2 separate regions of the Mus musculus genome follow, and region 2 is linked to region 1. Evidence: chromatin contacts called from public promoter capture Hi-C data. All regions are on one chromosome and are shown on one strand. The core of a region is the stretch at or near the end of the contact, and the rest is flanking DNA. Distances in the headings are between cores, read along the strand shown. Region 1 holds the start of Pde4dip (phosphodiesterase 4D interacting protein (myomegalin)). Region 2 holds the start of Adam30 (a disintegrin and metallopeptidase domain 30).

The links. Promoter capture Hi-C pulls out the DNA fragments that hold promoters and counts their contacts.
Region 2: a promoter capture Hi-C map of neural stem cells shows a contact between it and region 1. The contact joins the promoter of Adam30 here to the promoter of Pde4dip in region 1. A contact is called at or near these places in 15 of 39 promoter capture datasets (the 3T3-L1 cell line, the C10 cell line, the HPC-7 cell line and 12 more), 1 of 15 datasets of contacts at CTCF or cohesin (stem cell-derived epiblast-like cells), 3 of 484 Hi-C or Micro-C datasets (bone marrow-derived macrophages and embryonic stem cells), 4 of 115 datasets of contacts at active chromatin or transcription factors (embryonic stem cells and stem cell-derived neural progenitor cells) and 2 of 9 other capture datasets (embryonic stem cells and liver).

What each region holds. Positions count from the first base shown.
Region 1 is chr3:97,886,877-97,893,095 of GRCm38.p6, reverse strand. Pde4dip (phosphodiesterase 4D interacting protein (myomegalin)) reads left to right here and starts at 4,389. Exons shown (of 47, transcript NM_001289701.1): 1 at 4,389-4,607. The coding sequence starts at 4,426.
Region 2 is chr3:98,157,715-98,164,330 of GRCm38.p6, reverse strand. Adam30 (a disintegrin and metallopeptidase domain 30) reads right to left here and starts at 3,697. Exons shown (of 1, transcript NM_027665.2): 1 at 162-3,697. The coding sequence starts at 3,478. The coding sequence ends at 1,280.

The DNA.
Region 1 (6,219 bases), core at 3,140-5,639:
CAGTTATATATTGAACCAAATCTTTACATTTTTGCACATCTTATCTTCCTAGTTTTATAAGCTCATTAAGCCTGGTTATTTAAGCTCCCTGTCGACTCTAATATCTGACTCTTAGTTGATTAAAACCTTCTGTTAGTGTTTAATCATTTGGATTTGACTTTTAACATGGTTCACAATTTTATGTTGGGCTTGGACACTGATATAAAAACAGAGAGGCTTTGCTGGTATTCTCTGCCTTTAACGAGGTACATTTTTTCCCCCGGAAGGTGGAAAGAACGCCTAGCAGAGCCCTGTGATCCTGCAGAGGCTTGGTTCTGTGCTTCGTCATACCTGTTCTCTCTCAGTAACCTTGTGCCCTGATTCCCAGAGTGCGGTCTTCCCTTTTGTGGCCTCATCTGCAAGAGTGGGTGTCTATATACCATAAAGCTTGAAGTCCAGCTCCTGCTGGGAGCTAAAAGTGCTTAGCTCGTTAGACTCTGAATAGCTCTTGTCTGCTGGGTTCCTTGGTCTTGTGCAGGCCAAGTTTAGTCGTGAGGTACGCCACCAGTTTAGTGAGGATTTTAATCTCCATTGGTGGACTCTTTTCTGAGCTTTCTCCCTGTCTGGGAGCTTTCTGCAGTCCACCCACTTTGGCTGCCCGGAGATTCGAACTTATCCCAGAGCTGGCTGATGTCTCCTACCGGGACTCTGTTATCTTGTACCAAGTGTTGGAAATCCACTAAAGATGGAAAGCCCAGCATCACCACAGTGCTCACGAAGCGCAGCTTAAGAACCATAGGTTCATATCCTACCTGTACTGGACACACTTTGATGCCTTCAAATAAAGATCTCGCATGAAGCTGGATGCAGTTCTCATGTACAAGCGTTATTGCGTGTATATTGTTCAGATCCTTTCCTCACGGTGAGAGGGTTAATTTGATATGCTTGCCCCATCTTGGCTGGAGTCAGAAGTTCTAATACCTCCTTGCTTCGGAGGTACTAGCAGTTTCACTGAACTGCTCATCTGCCTCAAGTATGGAAAAAAAACGGCATTGTCTTTTTAAATTATGGAATTTTGTTCCTTTAAATTTTGATATTAGGCAAAACTCATCACCAAGCAGAACCAAATTCTAAGCATTCAGAATCTTAAGCCATGATCGAAATAGGTTATTTATAGATCTAGAGCCGTGTAATGGGGATGGTTCATTAGCCCGTTTGTAGATAAGCCACGCAAATCCAGTTTCAGCCCCGCTGCGCGCTGCACACCGCCTTTACGGTTAGCCCCGAAGGCTCTAGGAAATGGGAGCAGAATCTTGGAGTGGTACCCGAGGAATCGGATGTCAGTGTCGGTGTTCGGCCTTGGAACTAAATTCCTTGAGGGGGAAATTTCTAAAAAAAAGATGCGGGCAATGTATCTGGTGTGGTCTTTGATGGAGCAGCTGTAATTTATGCAAGAAGACTGGGAGTCTGACTGCAGGGAAGGCAGTGAGAACAGCCCAGCACAGCCCTTGCCTGCCGCCAAGCTGATTGTACACAGGTGCTAGGGATCTGAGCCTGTGTTGTCATCCTTACGCATGGAGCCATCTCCTAAGCTTCCGGTAGCTTATATTTTGTGGGGGAAAACAAGTCAGTAGACTCAGTTGACACTCGGATGCTTGCGTCATGGAGCTTTACTCTTGCATAATTTTAGATTGTTTGGATTTGGCTTTATACGCTTAGATTGTTTCTTGTCTTTCTCGGGTTATTTCACAGTGTTTTGTCCTCAAGTCCCTGCTGCCGGGGTCACGCTCACACAGTTGCCCTATACCCCTCCTTTCTAAACCCACTCGAGAGTGCCGAAGGACTAGTTGAATATGGAAACAGGGCCATGAAGCAATTCAATGTGCCCCCTGTTCCCTAGGTGTGCAACAATTTCTGGGGAACGGAGACAGTACTAAAGCTAGCAATCCAAACAGCTCTGGAAAGCAAATAACCTGTAACTTGTCCCATCAGCCCTTTCTCAAATTTACCTTAGGATCCTGTAATAGATTCTTAGTGGAGGTGATTGGGACAAAATGTTATGGTACCACATTTTCTCATTTTATCTAGTAATGATGAGATTTTAATTTTTTTTAAGCAGGCATTCACAAATTACTACTTTCCTTATGCTAACAAAGTCTTTTCTTCCTCGGCTCCAAGTCAAACCCAAGATCTCATGTTAGGCAAGCGCTCTCTCCTTGAGCCTTGTGTGGTTTTCTTTTCAGTCTTGCTGGCTGGTGTTGTGTAAAAAGGTTTGTCTTAATACATGACTCCTTGAATGAAATTCGAACCCATTACAGAAAACCAGGAGGTAAAACATGGGCTGCAGATGGGAGCATAGACATCAAATGGTTCCATATAAAACAAACTGGATGAGAAAGCCTGAGAAAGGCTCAAAGACGGAAGGACTTACGGGAATGGGATAACATGCGGGTCGGTCACAGATGGAGTTAGCGCCCAAGGAGAAAGAGGAGATACAGACTAGAAGATTTCCGTCAAATCCTCTGGTAAGATAAACAGCCCAGATGAGATAGACTGGAAAGGCCAGGGAGATGTAGATTAAGAACGATGAGGCACCGATTGATAACTTAATTTTCTGGAGGCAGCAGCGATTGTGCTGGGGAGGAGCAATTAGAGATACAGATGGGTGACCAGAGGCTGTGTGGATGCGCAAGATAAAGATGGGTGACAAAGAACCAGAGGCTGTGTGGATGGATGCACAAGAGCTTTATCTCTGGCAACCTTCAGGCTTGCGTCTCTGGTAGCTGGGTGGCTGATAGGTCTGAGATAAGAGATAAAAAACAAAAAACAAAACCAGACCACAGGGGGGCGTGGGGGGGGAGGGGGGGACTCCAGGGAAGGATGGTGGGGATAAGTTGGGCTTTGTTTGTGTTGAGTCCATCATGGCTGCTGCCTAAGAACTTCTCCATCCACAGCGCACAGCCACAAAGACAAACTTTGCTTGCCTAGTGGCCTGGTGCTGTATACGACAGTGTGGGAGAAGCTGTCAGCGTTGCTGGAAACTGTCTCATCTCTGTTCTTTGGGGGAGAGATGTAGAGTATAAGAAGCAGGCTGCTGGAATGGCCACTTAGGGAGGATTTAGTCAGCCTATCGGTTGTGTGTTTGTAAGTACTGGGGACAGAACCCAGACCTTGCACACAGGGTATAAGTGCTTACCAATGGGTTATCTCCTGGTCCCATTTCATTTTGTATTGAGATAGGCTAGCCTTGAACTTCTGATCCTCCTGCCTCTGCCTCCCAAATAGTTGAGATCACAAGGATAAACCAGTTTGTCTTGGTAACGTTTTTCATTTTGAGACATGGTCTCATTATGCAGCCCTGGCCGACCTGGAATTTGCTTTATAACCTAGACTGTCCTGGAACTCACAGAGATCCACTTGCCTCTTCCTTCAGGGGCGGGGATTAAAGGTCTGCTCCACCACACCTCTGTGTGTGTGTGTGTGTGTGTGTGTGTGTGTGTGTGTGTGTGTGTGTGTGTGTGTGTGGTTTTGTTTGTTTTTAAATGACAGCACTCACTTGGTCTGATGGTGGATACTGTTTGTTTGTTAAGCGTTCTTAGAAAATGACCATCAGAAAATCTCAACTTGGAAAAAAGTAACAGCTTTTCAGGACAGTGCTCCCCACCTCCAATAACCAAAGACAATGCTGAAACAAACAAACAAACAAACAAACAAAACAAGGTTCTAGAAGATGGGGCAAAGAAGATGCTAGCCAACAAGCTGGAGTAGAATTCTCAGGAGTCAGCAAAGGGACAGTTTAATTATAAAAGGATGGCCAATTTAGGGAGGGAGAGAGCATACCCGGAAAGTATCTAGAGGTTTGAGAACAGGGGGAACTTTTTAAAACTCATCACAGTTTATTTAGTCATTATTTGTTTATCTATTTATTATCTCTCTGCGTGAGTGTGTGAGTGTGTGTGTGTGTGCCACAGCGAACATGTAAAGGTCGGAGGACAACTTGAGGGTGTCAGACTCTATCATGTGGTTCCCAGAATTGAACATAGGGTTTAGCAGCACATGCCTTTACCCGCTGAGCCATCTCTCCTGTCAGGGACTTCTTTAAGCTTAGAAACTGGGGAAGGTGACATTGGAATGCACAGAACGAAAAGGCAGTAGTGAGGTCTGGAAATGACAATAGTGCCAGGCTGAGGTCACAGATGGAGAACGAAGCGGAGATGCTAGAGGATGCAGGGCAGCTACGTGTGTAGCAGAAGGACCAAAAGCGCCTGGGCGGAGCAGTTGGCAGACAGCCTCGCGGGAGGCAGAACCTGGCCGCGTCTCAGCCACAGCCGCAGCATCTGGGTTGGATGCTCTTCCACGCTGGGAGGATGCGCCTGGGCAGCCGGTGAAACCAAAAGAAACCACGCAGAGATCATAGCAAGGGCACAGTGCCCAGGCCTCGGAACCATGAAGCGCACGGACAGCGGGTCCATCTGCCACCACGCGCCGCCGCCGTGCTGGGCTCACCACGCACCTCGCCAGTCTCCACGGCAGCCCTCCAGCCGGGAACGAAGACCCCCAGAGCGGGCTGGGAGCTGGGCGGTGGCGGCAGAGGAGGAGGAGGCAGCCTCGGCGGCACCCTGGATGAGGTAAGACGTGGCCAGCATCTGCCGCGGGAGCAGGGGAAGCTGCGGCGCTTGGGTGCTGGTGTGCTGTGGTACAGGGGTGCTGGTGCACGGTTCGCTAGACAGGGCTGGGGGGCTTGGCAGGAGATCTATGCTGTCACGGGAGGTTACTGGGGAAGGTTTGGCGAGCACGCTAGAGATGGGGGGCCCAGGAGCGAATAGGATCGACAGGACAGGGTTGAGCATAGCTGGGAGGTGCAGCTGATGATGCACAGGAGAAATGGTGGGAATCCAGGTTTCTATCCTAAGGTCTTTGCTTGATCTGTACCGATGTGGGTGAGGCTGGAGGCAACACCTGCTGGGCTGAGCCAAAGGAAAGGTGACTCAGGAGCTGGGCTAGTTAGGGGATTTGCAGAGCTCTCATCTTTGCCTTTTTTAGTCTCTTCTTCCTTGGATATTTATTTATTTGCCTTAGCTGGAAACAGCAGGGAGATTGGTGATGCCCTTTTCTTCCTTTGAAGCACTGGAGCCCGGCCTGGGCCTGTTGGCTGGATGCTCTGGGCCGCTAGCTCCACCTGAACCCAGACCCTTCCTCCACTCTGGCCTAGAAAACACCCGGCAGATTAGGTCCCGTGTTCGTCATGTAGCAACAGCAAGATGAAAATCTGTCATATTAATATTTCCAAAAGAAGAGACAGATTGTATGGCTGCCATTTTTAAAGTAAGCACGTCTTTGACATAGAATTTTTAGCTCCTCCCTCTGTACCCCCCTCCCTGCCCCCCCCCCCCCCCCCCCCCCGTGGAATGCCAGTACTTATCATTCAAATCGAAAGGCAATGGTGGGTTCAAGTCTTTACTTTGCCTTTAACTAACTGGGACTTTTCTAGGCCTCAGTTTCCTATGAATGGGATCGGGGTTTGGATTAGAAGAGTTTTGACCTCAGAGTGGAAGGGTTGCTGGGTTTGTATTGCATACTCCGGAGTCGGCTGGATCTGTGAACTAGAAAATAGAGTCTGTCTATTCAAAGAAACATAATTGCTTTCATTCATTGTACTACACCTATTTATGCAAGAAAATGTAGTCAAAGATTCGATTATACAGTAGTTAAAGGGATCATCATGTTTCTATTAAGAAATGCATAATAAATTATTGGAATTAAAGGATGAAGCAAGAGACATCCATATACATATATAGTGAAACTTTAGCCCAAATGTAATTATGTTTTAAAAATGTGAGTGAACTTTGACCAAAAATAAATCTGTATATTCACATACACATGCTTCTAAAATTTCATAGCTTCTCCCCTGCTCTCTATATAGTAGCGGAACTTTTTATCTGGAAAGAAACACTCATCATAGAGGGTGACCTATCTCACTGTCATTGACAATAGACATTTCGTAGGGCTAACTAACATATGTTTCTCTAAATTATGGCAGTAAGGTGTTGCAATATGATCTTCTTACATAGCCCAGGCTAGCCTCAAATTCATGATCTTCCTGCCTCAGCCCCCTCAGTTGCCTCAACTGATATTATAGGCTTGCACCCTGCTGTCCATATCTATGTAATGAGCCAGCCTGGGCCACATGGCAAAATTATGTCTCAAAAACGAAAAACAAAACCCCAAATCCCGTAAATA
Region 2 (6,616 bases), core at 2,448-4,947, 270 kb before region 1:
TCATCAGGATGCTAAGACAGGGCTGTACTCTGAACATCACAGGTGTCCTCTGACAGGGACTGCACTCAGACAGACCATTAGCCATCTTTTCAGGTAATGGAACGCTTGATCCCAAATTGAAGGGAAACCGAATCCTGAGGAGAAATTGCACTGTTTTGTTTCCAAACAATAATATAGTTTATTTTTGCTGATTTGAAATGTATGGGAAATTTGCACGATATCATTCTGGGAAAATAATGAAGAGTCATTTGAATAAATGGTGAACTTGTTAAATGACCAAATATATTAGATGACAGGATTGCTGGTCACATTTATGACCTGACCTTCTTTGCTTTAGATAGAGTCTTGGCTATTTTTGTTTTGTTTTATTTTTGGTTTTGCTTTTTTTTTTAACATTTGAATCATGTTTTATATTTTAATGCCCTTATGGGTGGCTTAAGTAAAAATAATGTAAGTAAATTACACTAATATTAGGAAGAAATTTACGGTACAGATTTAACCACACTCTGTTACACTCTGCTCCTGGGGAGTTTTTATAGTTTTTGTCTTTGAGAAAGAAGCCTAGGAATTGCATCAGTGATAAGCAGGGGAATCTCAAATTATTGTTGTGACCCAGCTATATAGCATTGATCAAATACTTAAATAAGGATCCCAAGCAAGATCTATAGATTGTTGGGATGCACTGTGTGAAGGTTGTCTCTGTATATCCAACCATTGACTGCTGTACCAGCAGAGAGCTGAGAACTGTTATTCTTATGGCTTCTCACCTGCCTTATACTGCATAAACAGTCACCTCCCTCGCTTGTCCATTGGCTTAATAAAGAACTGGTGGACAACAGCTAGGCAGAAAGGGGAAGGCAGAGCTTCTGAACTGAGATAGGGTCTCTGGGAGAAAACCATTAGAAGCAGGGATTCACCAGCGGGACAAAGCGGTGGCCAGATGTGAGCAGACGCAGAGAGGTAACTAGGCATGTGGCAGGTCGTGGGCTAGGATAGTCAATAGCTCAGAGTCTGCCCAGCTAAAGGCCTAAGCTATCAAACAAATTAATAAGTCTCGGTGTCATCATTTAACTGGAGGATCCAGAAAGTCCCACTACAATGTATTGCAGATAGTAGGACTTTAACATGAGCCATGAATACAAAAATGCCACTCCAAGTGCCAAAGTCACCCCTGTGTGAATACAAAACAAAGGGATTATTTTTCATTCATTCATTAGTGTATTTACTTTACATCCTGATCACAATTCCCTCTCCCTCCTCGCCTACCAGTCGCTCCCTCTCACCTCTTCTTCCCCTGCGTCTCAGCTGGATTTTTTTGCTGGAGATTACGGCGGCGATTACGAAACAAATTTCTTATCAGCTGCCCCAAACACACAACAATCATGGAGACGAGGAATAAGATAGTACGCAACATGTACAGAGCACTAGTCGTTGAAAGTACTTCTATCCTGGGTCCAGGAGGCCCACTGTCAAGGCTCCCACCGTATCCTACCTCTACACAAAATGGGGGTTCCCAGCCATATGAGCAATGGCAATTCTTTCTATTGTTGCAAACACCTCGGCTATTGCACTTGTCAGGTAAACAGTCAAACTTCAGGTTGGTGTAGTCCACACAAGTCCTGTTAAGACACACCCGATTACGACCACAGGAGGTACCATCACTAATGTCACCTATGTCAGGTACCCCATGGGGTATCATGGTTCCATGATAGCTTGTGCCCCAGCAAATGAGATTATCTCCCCTCAGATAAGTGGACAGTATAATGGTGTGATCTGGAAATTTGGAGAGGGCTTTAACATTGATACACTGTAGCCTGCCACAGATTGTGTTGCCTCTATGACACCTTGTATATCGGGTAGCATTTACAATGCCACAGTTCCCAGACTGGTCACCTAACATGTTCACTGCTTCGTAACACTGGTGAGGGGCCTCCTTGGCTTTACGCCCAAAGATAGACTGGCACTGCAGGTACCTGGATCTGCATCCCTTACGGAAACAAAAGCCTCCGTTTCTGCATGGAGTTCCATCCTGCTTGTAAGAGTCATCTGGACAGACACCTGAGGTCCCATCACAGTACTCTTCGAGGTCACACTCATTCACTTCCTTCCTACACACATATCCTGATGGAAGGAAGTTACATTTATGACAGCAAAGCCCAGAGGAGCAGTTGACACCTTCTTTCCATTTACAGTCCGGCCCACAGCACAGGTCTTTTTTGCAGTCTTCTTTAGAACCACAGTCACATTCCTCTTTGTTTTCCACAATTTTATTTCCACACCTCTCTACGATATGTAGCTTTGGGAAGTCAGACAGACAATAGGACATTTTATAAGATGCGTGTAAAAAATACTGATGGTAACTACAGTTACTAAACCCTGTACGTCCTGTCCCCATGATGCAGCTCTTCCTACCTCTACACTGACAGAATTCCTCATCATGTATCATCCCCACACAATGGCCCAATTCATGAGCAGTCCAAGTAGCAGGCCCAAGGATATTAACATTGAGGAAGCTGCTTGCTGATCCAGCATGGAATTCTTCACAGGCTCTTCCCCAGGACCATGCATTAGCATCTATATATCTTCTCGCAATATATAAATGGAACCAGTCCGCGGGAAGCCGGTGATGCATTGAGTTTCTTTTGTAATGCACGAATTGACCTAAAACTTCAGATAAACTGGGATAATAAAGACGTATTCTATTATAGTATGTCCAGACTTCAAGCGCTTTCAGTTGAATCTTCAAGCTGACATCCTGAAAGTAGGTGTCTGCAATTGAAGCCAAAAGAATGGCGTCATCCACCATCCTAGACATATTGCCACGGGCAAACACGAATCTATCCAGGTCAAAGACCATGACCAGTTCCAGGTACCTTTGGTGCTTGTAGGACTGATGAAAACTACTTATCCTAGCCATCTCCTCTTCCTCGGCTGTTTGCCCACCTGTTTCTTCATCAACCACACCACAAGTCTCATTGTTAAAGTTGTCCTCAGTTACGAGATACACCACGTGTTCGAAACTGGAAGAGGCCCTGAGGGGCTCGATTTGGTAGTATCTGGAGTCAATGTTCAGTACGCCTCGCAGACCTCCCATGCATGTACTCAGAGTAGATTCGGATTCCTGAGAGCCTTCCACGGAGCCCACGTAATTACACTGGTCTGGTATATGCGGATAATCCTCTATCAGACTGCCCTCTTGAGTGAAGGAGAAAACTGGCAGATGTCTTGGCAACAGTAACTTCTTGGGTCGCAGGTGAACAACACGCGCCTTGCCTTCTATCTGTAAGAGGTATGACAAAGAACTGTCTACACCCTGCGCCCCTTTCTTAAAGCTTATTACTTTGGGAATGGTGATTTCATATGAGTCAAAGCCCCAGTCAGGGTCAAATAGTAGGTCTTCTTCGCCTACAGCCTCATGAAAGAGCATCGTCAGAAACAGCCAGCGGTGCTGGGGCAGGAAGGCCCACACTGACCTCATGATCTGTTCTATTTATCCCCGCTTGGTTTGTCCTGGACCCAGGAGTAGCAGGAGCAACTCCAGCCTGGTTTGTGCATCAGATTTCCATGGGACTCCTCTATAAGCGCAGGAGCCCCAGGCGCACTGCTCCTCTGGCAGGCTTTCCTGGGAAAACGGGACTCTCAGGGCCTAGATGGCGGGTTTCCCCAGGCGCGCCCCTTACCTAACGCATCCAGTTCCGTTTTCCTCCCCCACCCCCAACCCCTAACCCGGCAGTGAATTAAGCTCGCGCTTAAGAATAGAGGGAGACCGTGGTGGCGCACGCCTTTAATCCCAGCATTTAGGGGGCAGAGGCAGATGGATTTCTGAGTTCAAGTCCAGCCTGGTCTACAGAGTGAGTTCCAGGACAGCCAGAGCTATACAGAGAAACCCTGTCTCGGGAAAAAAAAAAATAGAGGGAGACAAGCACGATAGAATAAAGAGCACGCTACAGCGTGTTCTGAATATGTGGGATGCGGAGGGGTGGTTGTAGTGTCCAAAATGGAGAAAGAATAGGGAAATTGGCTCAGAAGACAACTTATGGAGCCTGTCTACAGGAGAACAGAAAAAAATTCACATGTTTTGGCCGTTGGTTGTGGAACATGCCTTTAATCCCAGAACTCTGAGTGGCAGAGGCACATCTCTGTGAGTTCAAGGCCAGGCTGGTCTCCAGAGTGAGTTCCAGGACTACACAGAGAAACTCTGTTTCAAACAAACAACAATAACAAAAGCACCATCACCACCAAAACAAAACAAAAAACAAAACTAAACAAAACAAAAAACTCCCACATTTGATAGCACCTCCCACACCTCACTAGTAAGTGTGCCCCATTTTCTGGTGGGTCTCTCCAAGAAGCTGAAGACACGAGTCAGATAGTCCCAGATTCCACATCCCACCCTCCTGCCCCAGGGTTCCAGCTGCTGGCTTTTCAGAGTTCTATGGCCGAACTAGAAAACGATGGTTTTTGCCTCTTTTGCTGCTGGTCAAGAATTTTCATGATAGTGTTGCCATGCTCAGTAAGCACTTGTTGGGGTCGGGAGAAATCCAGGGGTATTCTGAGAAAGGTACATGGTGAATATAACTGTAGTATGACTATGCACAGGTGACAGATGACAAAACGATGGTGAAGAAAAATGTGTGGCAGAAGGCATGACTCTGGGCTGAGAAGGAAAGGGAGGGGAGGAGTATGAGAGAAAAGCACAGCACTTATGGAGGGGTGAAGGCCTCAGAGAACTTTCCCTGAATGAAAGACATGAGCATTGAAAAGGCTGTCGCCATACTCAGAGGTGGCAGCTTGCCAGCCCTTCCGCCCTCCAGGCTGGAACGTTAATTATCTTGATCTTGTGCAGGCAGCCACAGCTGCTCTGCACTCATAATTGTGGAGATCCCATCATGCCTAGAGGATGCTGTTTCCTTTGGTCCCCTTCCGCATCTGGCTCCTACAGTCTTTTCACCCTCTTTTCCTAGATGGCCCCTGAGACCTGTAGGGTGGTGTAGGGTGTGACAGATACCTCTGTGGCTGAGCACTCCATAGACTCTTAGTCTCTGCACTTTGGCCAGTTGTGAAGTTTTGGTTCTTTGTTTTGGTGTGTGTGTGTGTGTGTGTGTGTGTGTGTGTGTGTGTGTGTGTGTGTGTGTGAGAGAGAGAGAGAGAGAGAGAGAGCTAGTCACCTGAAAAGACAGACTTTCTTTTTCATTTTAACTTTTTTTTTTTAAATTTACTTTATGTGTCTACATTCAAATGATATTCCCCTTCCCAGATAGAATTTTAAATGTGGTCAGGTATGTGGACATCCTAAGGTAACATAACTTGGGCTAGGTCCATCCCAGCACCATCAGCAGAGCCTCACATCAGCAGAGCATCCCATCACATTCCTCCATGGAACTGTGTGAGGGAAAGCAGGCAAGGAGACCAAATAAGAGACCCCAGAAAACCTAGGATGCATGGCCACGCTAAAAGAAGAGGCTTGGGGGTGGGCTGAGGACTGGGTTTGGAAAAGGAAGGGCAGGTTGAAGGGGAGCTAAGCAGGGGTCCAGGAACGCTGAATTTAGCCAAATGAGGGCTACTGTAACCGTGTGAGCTGGTTCAGGCAAGAGCTCGTGAGCTAAAGCAGACACCAGGATGTAGGTAACTAACTAACTAACTAACTAACTAACTAACTAACTGGAGATTACTTAGCAAAACCAGCTCACCTCTTTAGCTGGGCAAGGAGGAAGCTGGTATGGACAGAAAGGAAAGTTAAAAAGGACAGGGTTCTGACCATTCTCATCTGCTGCTGGGAAGCCAGACTGAGAGCCTGGCCAGCCTTCAGGGGCTGAGCTGCCCCACGGGTGGGACTCCCCAGCAGGAGGCTGGGCACTGCTGAGGCAGAGCCACGTTGTACACAGCACTGTGGGGTAAGAAGGTAAGGGAGGGTCAGGCCAGCCCCCCCCCGCCCCCCCAGCCCCCCGCAGCATGCTCTGTGAGCTCAGCCTCTGGCAGTGAGAATGAGGACATGGCAAAGGGAACCCAGGAGCCAGGAGAGAACCTGTGTCTCCTCTACTGTGAAAGCTGCAGAACACTGTCAAGAATGCAAACAATGGCAGCAGACAGAGTAGCTGGGGAAAGGCTGAGTTATCCCCTGACCATTGCTCCCCAGACTCCCTCCACCATAAGAAATATAGAAATCCTACATTTTAAGACATCACTAAGTAGTAGCACACCCCTTTGGAGCAGATCTCTGCAGATCCACGAAGATGTACTGTTTTGTAGTGATGCTATATAGACAAATAGATGACTTAAGTCTTAATGATGATCCTACAAGCATTCCTAAAATTATATCTGTGATTATTAAGTCCTTTTATAACGGGACTGCTATTTTAAAAGAACTTTCTTTTTATAAAGAGAACATCTTTCTCTTTCAGAGTCAGTCTTGCTACTATGCTCAAACTGTAGTGAGACCCAAGTCTGTGGGTCCCATAGGGAGTACAGACATTTGCCACCACATCTGGCAGGATATTGAAACTTTTGAGACGTGGGACCTAGTTGGAGGAAGTTGCATCACCCAGGGTGTGCCCTTCAAGGGGATACTGGCCCCTTCCTCTTTGCTTCCTAGCTATGAGATGACAGCTTCTCACAT